Regions from separate parts of the Sus scrofa genome. Here region 2 is linked to region 1. The links are chromatin contacts, called in public Hi-C maps. All regions are on one chromosome and are shown on one strand. Each heading gives the region's core, a stretch centred on a gene start, on an enhancer-like site or on the middle of the called end of the contact. The rest is flanking DNA. Distances are from core to core; before and after follow the strand shown.

The links. A called contact is a pair of places that touch in the nucleus more often than the background predicts.
Region 2: a Hi-C map of liver shows a contact between it and region 1, with 16 times the contacts expected there. The contact joins the promoter of AKR1E2 here to the promoter of AKR1C1 in region 1. A contact is called at or near these places in 2 of 5 promoter capture datasets (fetal liver and liver) and 1 of 47 Hi-C or Micro-C datasets (liver).

Annotation. Positions count from the first base shown.
Region 1 is chr10:65,577,676-65,582,318 of Sscrofa11.1, reverse strand. It overlaps AKR1C1 (aldo-keto reductase family 1, member C1 (dihydrodiol dehydrogenase 1; 20-alpha (3-alpha)-hydroxysteroid dehydrogenase)), which reads right to left and starts at 1,923. Exons shown (of 9, transcript NM_001044569.1): 1 at 1,840-1,923. The coding sequence starts at 1,923.
Region 2 is chr10:65,690,815-65,695,457 of Sscrofa11.1, reverse strand. It overlaps AKR1E2 (aldo-keto reductase family 1 member E2), which reads left to right and starts at 2,009. Exons shown (of 11, transcript NR_145511.1): 1 at 2,009-2,049.

The DNA.
Region 1 (4,643 bases), core at 674-3,173:
ATCAGTCAAGGGATAAGGAGCATCCAGAAACAAGGAAAAGGCTTCTAAGGGTCCTCTCTCTACCCACGTCACCACACAGACTACACCACAGGAAACTGTATCTATTCAAGGTGTGTAATGTGATGTTCTCCTCTATTTCTCCCCCGAGCAATGACTACCCCCACCAACGTAATCAATATACCCATCACCCCACGTAGCTAACGATGGAGGGGGGGTGAGAACACTTCAGATCTAACTTCTTAGCAAATCTCAAGCCATAACCCATTATTACTAACTGGAGTCACCATACTGAACGTTAGGTCTCAAGAATGTATTTGTCTTATAACTGATACTGACTAATATCTTGCCATTTTGCCCAACTTCGTCCCCAGATTCCAATCACCACATCTCTACTCTCTGCTTCTATGAGTCTGATTTCTTTTTAGGTTCCACCTGCAAAGAGATCATGCAGTATTTGTCTTTCTCTGTCAGGCTTACTTCACTCAGCTTAATGTTCTCCAGGTTCCTCTGCGTTGTAGCAAATGGCAGGATTAAGTTATTTTTAAGGCTGTATAATATTCCATGTATTTTTATGTAATTCGGAATCTTTTCTTTTTCAAGGAAGGAGATACTTTGTCTAACTGCTCCGTTGGGTCAACTCATGGTTTCCCTTAAAAGTACAGGCGTTTGGACGCCTCCCAAGGAAGGAATACCCGAGAGCTTCAGTGATATTCTGGACCTTTCCATCCCTTCAATCCAACTCTGCTCTACAAAGGAAACAAGCCCTGTCTTCTCTCTCCAAAATGTCTCTGAATATTTCCTTCTGTTCTATATATGAGAAAAGGGAGACTCGGAGTTTAAGGACCAGTCCCTTGTCATAAATACTCTAAAGACAAGATGGGAGTTCCCGTCGTGGCGCAATGGTTAACGAATCCGACTAGGAACCATGAGGTTGCGGGTTCGGTCCCTGCCCTTGCTCAGTGGGTTAACGATCCGGCGTTGCCGTGAGCTGTGGTGTAGGTTGCAGACGCGGCTTGGATACTGCGTCGCTGTGGCTCTGGCGTAGGCCAGTGGCTACAGCTCCGATTAGACCCCTAGCCTGGGAACCTCCATATGCCGCGGGAGCGGCCCAAAGAAATAGCAAAAAGACAAAAAAAAAAAAAAAAAAGACAAGATGGACAGCAAAATTTCTTCCAGTGTAGCAACTTGTCCACTAGCTCCTCATATGTCCAACCACTGAAGACTATACTTCAGTAAAAACACATTTCAAAAACCAGGCATGGAAATCTTTCCCCACAAGATTCTAGCTTATGTCCTCAAATAGTATTATATTTTCCATTAGATTAAGTTTCCAAGCAGAAACACATAAAAGGCAAAACACCGTTGGAGCGTTTCTGGCCTGGCACTCAGCAGACACGCCACAGTAGAAAAGCAATTCTCTCCCATATTTTTCATTCGCCTCATCTCCAGGATCTTTTATTTCAAGTATTTCTCTGAGTATGCCTTTTTGGGAGGAGGAAAGAATTGAATTGATGATATATGGAGAAAAACCACTCCAATTGCTGTCACCTTCAGAGCAAAGCACCCAGCATTGCTCTTGGTAACTGAGTTTCATTTCCGCCAGGATGGAAAAGCGATCGAAACAGGAGGGAGCCCAGAATAACCCGCAGGTGACTATGTGATCAGACCCCTATGCGGAGTGAAAACTGAGTACTTTCCCCCGTCATGGAATGGTTCAGCCTGGCTGCGAGAAACAAGGGCACCTCCCAGGGACAAGTGCCCTTCACACAGGAATTCCATGAATTGACAACCAGGTCGCTTCACTCATGTTACAACCCCAAGACCATGCACGAATGTTACCTCTTCAGGTGCATAGGTACCAAATCCCAGTACAGGAATGAAGTGACCGTCGTTAAGCCGAAGACGCTGGCTTTTGGGATCCATCACCTGTTGCTCCTATGAGGAAGCAGACACTGACTTTTCCCTCTGGCTCCACAGCTTATAAAGAGCAAGCAGGTAACACCCCAACTGCACCATCCAATGTGAGCAGATCTGCTGTAGGAGGAGCAAGGTCAAAGCAGGACCCATGGAGCAAGAAGAAAATCGAAGCCAATTAACTTGTCTTTTTATCAGAAAATCTTGGAGTATTACATAATGATGTGATTCACTGAACAATTATTGACCATAGGTTAGACTAGAAACCTCCACACACCAAGCCTTTGTTTTTTTTCTGATTATGAAACCCTATCTTGATCAAATATCCATTGAAACAATAAGCCATCTTACACTACTTACACAAATTACACAATTTAAACAAGTCATTTAATAAGCATTTTTCAAAATGTTAATCCTTAATAAAGAAAACTTCAAATGAAGATAAAATTCCCTTTCTTTTTTCCTGTTTAGGGCAGCTTCTAAGGCATATGGAAGTTCCCAGGCTAAGGGTTGAATCAGAGCGGTAGCTGCTAGCCTGCACCAAAGCCACAGCAACACCAGATCCGAACTGCATCTGCAACCTACGTAGCAGCTCTCAGCAACATTGGATCCTTAACCCACTAAGCAAGGACAGGGATCCAAGTAGCATCCTCGTGGATACTAGGCAGGTTCTTAAACTGCTGAGTCACAACAGGAACTCCATAAGGTTGCCCTTTTACCCTTCCCACTAGCAAAAGTATCTTCCTTAATGACCCAACAGGGGTGAAATCTGAAAAGCATATCCAAACCAGATATTCTGGCAAAGTGCTTGTTGAAGATTAATTATTAATAGTTTTTGGACAGCATTTGCAGTCTGTAAACAATTTTGCAGTGTTTATCCACTTGACCTACATATATAACTCTTAGAAAATGATTCTAAAATAAATGATAAACATTTTATGTAATTTATCAGCTTGATCAATATTATTCATAAAATAAAAACTGGTAACTAGTTGAAACATCATAAATTTGAGACAAGCTAGGGAAGTGAAGATGTATTGATACCATGGAATGTTGTGAAGACAATTAAATTTTAACATGTAGAATGATGTCAGCAAAATGATGAGCTAGGAAAGGCTGAACTCTCTCTCAGAAATATGACAAAACAACCAGAAACTAGATTTAAAGAAAAACTCTTAGCATTTTGGAAAACAGTCAAACAAAAATCTACAGCAACAAAGTGAACACCCAATCAGGAAAACGTCCAGAACAGAGTGGAGGACGTGTCACGGTGTTTTTACTCACCCTTACCTGTGCCCTGACTACAGTGTAGTCTCGCCCTGGAAAGGGCAGCAGCTCGCTCGCAGCTACTCCCCTCAAGCCCGAAGGATCGCAGAAAACCTTATTTGCAGTGTTACAGCCTATCTGGGGACTGCCTGCCCTCGTGTCAGTGTCTCCTAACCCAAAGCTTAAACTAAAGGGCAGCTGGAGTGGCTCCATACAGCTGCAGGCGGACTCTATATGGACAGATGCCAGGGACAGGGGATTAAGGGCGGAGATCTAGAGTAGATTAACAAAACCCTGAGTAGGACTGGGGTGTGTCCAGTGAGGACATCAAGGCATTCAAAAAGAAGACATGTGATCATGGGCATTAAAAAGCCACCCAAAAAGGGGGTGGGTGGGGGAGTTCCCATTGTGCCACAGCAGAAATGAATGCAACGCATATCCATGAGGACCAGGGTTTGATCCCTGGCCTCCTGCAGGGGGAGGGTGTTGCCTTGAGCTGTGCTGTAGGTTGCAGACACAGCTCGGATCCTGCATTGCTATAACTGTGGCGCAGGCTGGCAGCTCTAGCTCCAGTTCAACCCCTAGCCTGGGAACTTCCATATGCCATGGGTACAACCCTAAAACACACACACACACACACACACACACACACACACACACAATTTAAACAAATAAATAAATAAAAAGCCGCACGCAGGCCAGGCAAGATGCAATCTCTGAGAGCATAAATGAGGTAGTCCTTTAGCGTTTGTGTAGCCCTATCCCAAGCCTGGGAGCTTGCCAAGATAACTGCAGGACTGGCACGTCCTGGAAAAAATCCATAGTCTGGGCACTTGCTCATGATTTCAAGTGCTCAATTTTAAACATACACACAGGAAGAGGAAGAAAGAAAGGACGAAAGAAAGGACGAAAGGACAAAAGAAAGAAAGGAAGGAAGAAAAAAAAAAAAAAAAAAAAAAAGAAAGAAAGAAAGAAAGAAAGAGAAAGGAGGAAGGAAGGAAGGAAGGAAGGAGGAGAGGAAGGAAAGAAGAGAAGAGAGAGAAGATAGAAAGAGAGAGAGAGAAAGGAAACATGGTTCAGGGAAGGAAGAAAAGTAACTGGCAGAAACTCCTCCTGAATATTCACAGGTGTTACCCTCAGTACACCGCGAGTTTTAAAACAGCTCACTTAGATCAAGGTGGCAGAGTAAGAGGATGCTGAACTCACCTCCTCCCTCCAGCACTTCAAAGTTGCATCTACGTATGGAGTGATGACCACTGAGAAGACAGTGCAAACTGGCTAAGGTTCCTAACAGCCAAGATTGTAGCTAAATGGCTGCACAGAGTTGGGTGGGAAGGGAAGAGAAGGCGATAGATAGGCCCTGCCCCCTAGGAAGATCAGGTCCTGCACAGAAGAGGGGGGATGGCTGGGGCTCAGAGATCTCCCCAGACACTGAGCAGTTCAAACCACACACGAGGCACCCC
Region 2 (4,643 bases), core at 760-3,259, 110 kb before region 1:
GCCACATGTGACCAATGTACAGACTCAGAGGTGGAAGGCTACAAACCAGGGAGGGATGGGAATGTAGCTGGCATTCAGCTCAAAACAGGCGTCGGTTCTGCCGTGATCTCCTGAGAGACACCTCCCCTCTTGGCCTCGTGTCCTAGTTTGTCCCTTGGGGAGGCTGAAATGAAATTCGCTCCTCGCCTTCTCTCGCATGAAACTCTCCAAGGACCCCCCACATTTAGAATCAGGCCCCCAAGGGCCTTATCTTGCTCCCCTAAGCGGCCCTCTGTGTCCGGGTTCGCAGGCACGTGTAATCCCTCCCCCAGAGGGTGGGTTCAACTTAGACACTGGCTTCTAACCAACAGAAGAGGATAAAGGTAATGGGCTCTCACCTCAGAGGACATACAGAAAGTCAGTGACCCTGTCTTGCTTGCTCTGTCCTGAGTACCCCCTGCCCACCATTGCAAAGAACCAAGAGAGGGCTCAGCAACTGACCTCCAGGCAACCTGAACCCTGCAAATAACATGTGGGCAACCGGGAGGGGGGGGGGTGGCTTTGGGAGCAGGGCCCAGTGCCCTGGAGACCGAGGGGCAGAGGCTCCCAGCTGAGCAGAGCCTGGAGGCTGGTCACAGAAACTGAGATGCTTATTCTTGTAATGCTTGTTCTTGAAAGCCACTGAGTTAGCATGATGCTGTCACAGGGCAACAGACTTGCTAGTACTTCCTTTCAGGCTGAGGATCTGACCCTGCCCTCTCCCCTCCCTCCTCCCCACGCGCGCGGGCTCTAGTCACCCAGGCCGGCTCTTGTCCTACCTCCTTCCCGGGCCAAATTCTCCTCTGCACCTCTGGGCCCCACGCCGCTGGCAGATGTGCCCAGGGCTGGCGCCTCTGGTCGTTCTGGTCACCAGGAGCTCCTGGCCCTCTTTCCCGCTCCCAATTTATTTCCCTAGAGCACGTGCTCTCCTCTTGCGCACGGATTTGCTTTTCTGCTTTGGTCCACCTCCCTGTAGGGTCTCTGAGTTCCTGGGCGGGGCAGGGACCACGTGGGGCCTTTCAGCCCCACCCACAGACTTCACAAGACCCCAACTCGGGGTGAGTGCTGAGAGCACAATTGATGAATGAATAATAAAAGGATCTCGGGGCCCCTTCCACCCTCCGAGCAGCTCATTCTGTGGAGATGGAGGCTAATAATAAGAGGAGGCAGGGGGACACCCAGAATGACCCTGGGTGTCCTTTCCAGAGCCAGTTACTCCGTTGACGACAATGGGCACAACCGCCCTCTGCTGGTCAGCGCCAGCACTGCGGCGCCGGGCAGGAAACAGAAATTAAAACACATCCTTGCAGGGTCATCAAGTCAGTGAGGTCCCTGTGGGCTCTAGGGGTGGGGGTGTCAGGGGACCTCGCATCCTGCATGTATTTATTTTGGCAAGTCACCAATGGAGAACCAAGGCCAAAAACTCTTCTACGAGCCTGTGAGACTCTCGGGGTCCGACCCAACACATCAATTTGTGGAGGAGGAAGCAGGCCTTCCCTCCTATCTCTTGGGAGGGTGGAGTAGGAGTGTCGCCATGGGAGCAGGACTGTCGGGGGCTTACCCTCCTCCAAGGCACTCATTGGTGGACACAAGGCCCCAGATCCTGTCCTCTTCCCGCTGCCCTGGGACTGCCCTGGCCCAGACGACCCTGGGACCTCCGGATCCCTGCTCAGCAGCCGGCATCTTCAAGTCCGGAAGCAGAGAGCCGCTGGAGAGTTGCTAGAAGACGGGCGGTGGGTCGGCTCCTGCCGAGGTCCCGATGCCCCGCGCCGGTGCCGGCGCGTGCGCACAACCACTCCCGGACGCCCAACCAGCGGCCTCTGCGCTCGTGGGCGTGGCCACTGCCTGAGTGCCCCGCCCACTAACCAGCTACCTCCGCCAGTCAGCCAATCAGGCCACCTGTGTCCGCCACGGTGCCGCCCCCTAAACTGGCTGTCCCCTTAGGTGGCGTCCCTCTGGAGTCGCGCGGCAGCCCCAGACCTGATCTGAACAATGGAGAAGATACCTGTCCTGGGCCTGGGCACCTGGCAGGTGAGGCAGCCTCGCCGTCCGGGAGGGGCGGCGCCTTTCCTTGGCGCGCGCTGACGTGGGCGGGGGGCACCTGCGGGGCCACCTGGGGTGGGGGCACCCGCCTGGACCCCTCGGAGGAGACGCCTGCCGCAGCCTCCACAGGACCAGCTGGTCGCCCGCACCTGCCCCCCCCCCCGGGGGGGGAGGGCTCTTGCTGTGTTTGAAAGATGGAATATTTAGGCAGCAGATTTTCTGAAAATGAGGGTTGTCCTTATGGTATTTCATATTGAGTCCCAATCATAATTATTCAGAAATAATGTCTGGGAAAGTCCAGAAGAAAAGGTTGTCCAGCTTGAATTTGGGCAGGAAGATTGGCAGTTACCTGACAGATCAGAGCAGCAGACAACCGGGAGATGGAGAAATGTCTGTCTCAAAAAGACAAGGAAACGCTGTCATCGCCAACTTAATTTTGAAAAGAAACTTTGAAACTTTGCCTTCTTCTGGGTGTGAAAACCTGATAGCGGAGGCACTTTGGACCTTTTTCTCTACTTTGGACTTTCTAATTGCTGTCAGGACTTTAGACACAGCACTAACTAAAAAGGCTTTCCTATTTGCTTTAAAAAAAATGCAGAAAACCCCTTAGGTTTTGATAAAAAGATACTCATTTAAGAAGTCACATAGGAAGTTATTGGATGGGTAGGAATTAGAATGATCAACCCTTGCTCGTTAAAATATTATTCAAATTATTTCTTCTATTCACTTATCAACTCGTAGAGGTCAGGAATGTGGTTTAATTCATCGCGGTTTGGCAGAATGAATTGGAATTATTTCCTCTTTTTCTTTTGTTGGAAGGATTTTGTTATAAAGTGGGGTGAATTCTAACCTGTAATTTTTTTGCAGCTATGTGTGTGTTGTATTTAATTGCTTCATTTTAAAAATAATTACAGGACAGTTCAGTTCAATTATAGAACTTTACTTCTTAAGTTTTTCTAGGAATTTTTCCATTTCATTCCAAATTATCAGCTTCTAGTCATTGATAATAGTTTCTTATATTTTATTTTATTTCTTTCTTTTTACAGCCGCACCTGAGACGTATGGAAGTTCCCAGCCTAGGGGTCAGATCAGAGCTGCAGCTGGGCTACGCCATAGCTGCTTGTGACAGCACCAAATTCTTAACCCACTGAACAAGACCAGGGATCAAACCAGCATCCTCACAGAGACAACATCGGGTCCTTAACCCACTGAGCCACAACGGGAACTCCCAGGTTCTTAGATGTTAAATCTCTCTCTCTTTTTTTTAATCTACATGTACTGCTTTTCTTTCATGTCATTTATTTACTTATTTATTTTTTCCTTCTTCCATTTTTTTTATTACTCAAATGAATTGATCACATCTGTAGTTGTATAATGATCATAACAATCTGATTTCACAGGATTTCCATCCCACAGTCCAGGCACATCCCCCCACCCCCCAAACTGTCTCCTCCAGAGACCATAAGTTTTTCAATGTCTGTGAGTCAGCATCTGTTTTGCAAAGAAGTTCCGTCCGTCTGTCCTTTCTTCAGATTCCACATGTCAGTGAAAGCATTGGATGTTCTTTCACGTCATTTAAAACAATCAGTCTTCTCAGTCTTGTCAAAAGTTTGTCTCCTTGGGAATTCCTGCTGTGGGTTGGCATCAGGTTAAATCCAGCGTTGTCTCTGTGGTGTTGCAGGTTTGATCCCCAGCCTGGTGCACTGGGTTAAGGATCTGGTGTTTCTGCAGCTGCAGTGTTGTAGGGCGCAAATGCAGCTAGGATTCCCTCCCTGGCCTGGGGAACTTCCATATGCCTTGGGTGTGCACCCCCCAAAAAAAAAAAGTTTGTCTCCTTTATTAAGGGGTTTCAAAGAACTAACCTCTGGCCTTGTCGATTTTCCCTACCCATTGTTGATACTCATTCTTATTTTCATTTTCTCTTCCCTTGTAATTTCTCCGTGGTCCTTCTAACTCGAGATGGACACTGGGTTCATTAGCGCTCAGCCACTCTGACCATGTTCTTGTTACGTGAAGATCCTTGTACTGGTGCGTCTTGTGGGGTCATGTGACGTTCACGTGAGAAAGCGCCTTGTGAGCTGCGAAGCCCTCTGGGAACGCTGGGTGCAGTGATCCCGCGCCCCATCCTGTGCCTCTTCCCTGAGTTCCAGGCCCCTCGCCTGCTTGAGCAACCCTGTTTCAGGGAGCCTTCTTTCCCACACGTCCACACTCTGTTCCTTTGGGTTCTGGCAGATGCTCCGTGGGATGGATTACCTTTGAGCGCACCTGTCTAGCTTTACCTCTGGGCTGACGGGCTTTGTGGGGTGGGGGTGCGTCTATTACCTCCTTGCATCTCATTCATGGTCATTGTTCCTCCTAAATCCATTTATTCCTTTGTCCAGCCTGGAAGCACAGCATCTAGCTCAGTTATTTACAGGCACTAAAATGACTGAAAATGTAGCATTTCCCCACATAAGTAAAGGAATTTGATCGTAGATAATCTGTGAATTCTTTCCGAACGACACTCCCTAATTTTACGATGGACTCATGTACCGAGGCAGTAGCGTCCTTTTGCAGCTACTGCTGATGCTGCATTGTTCTAG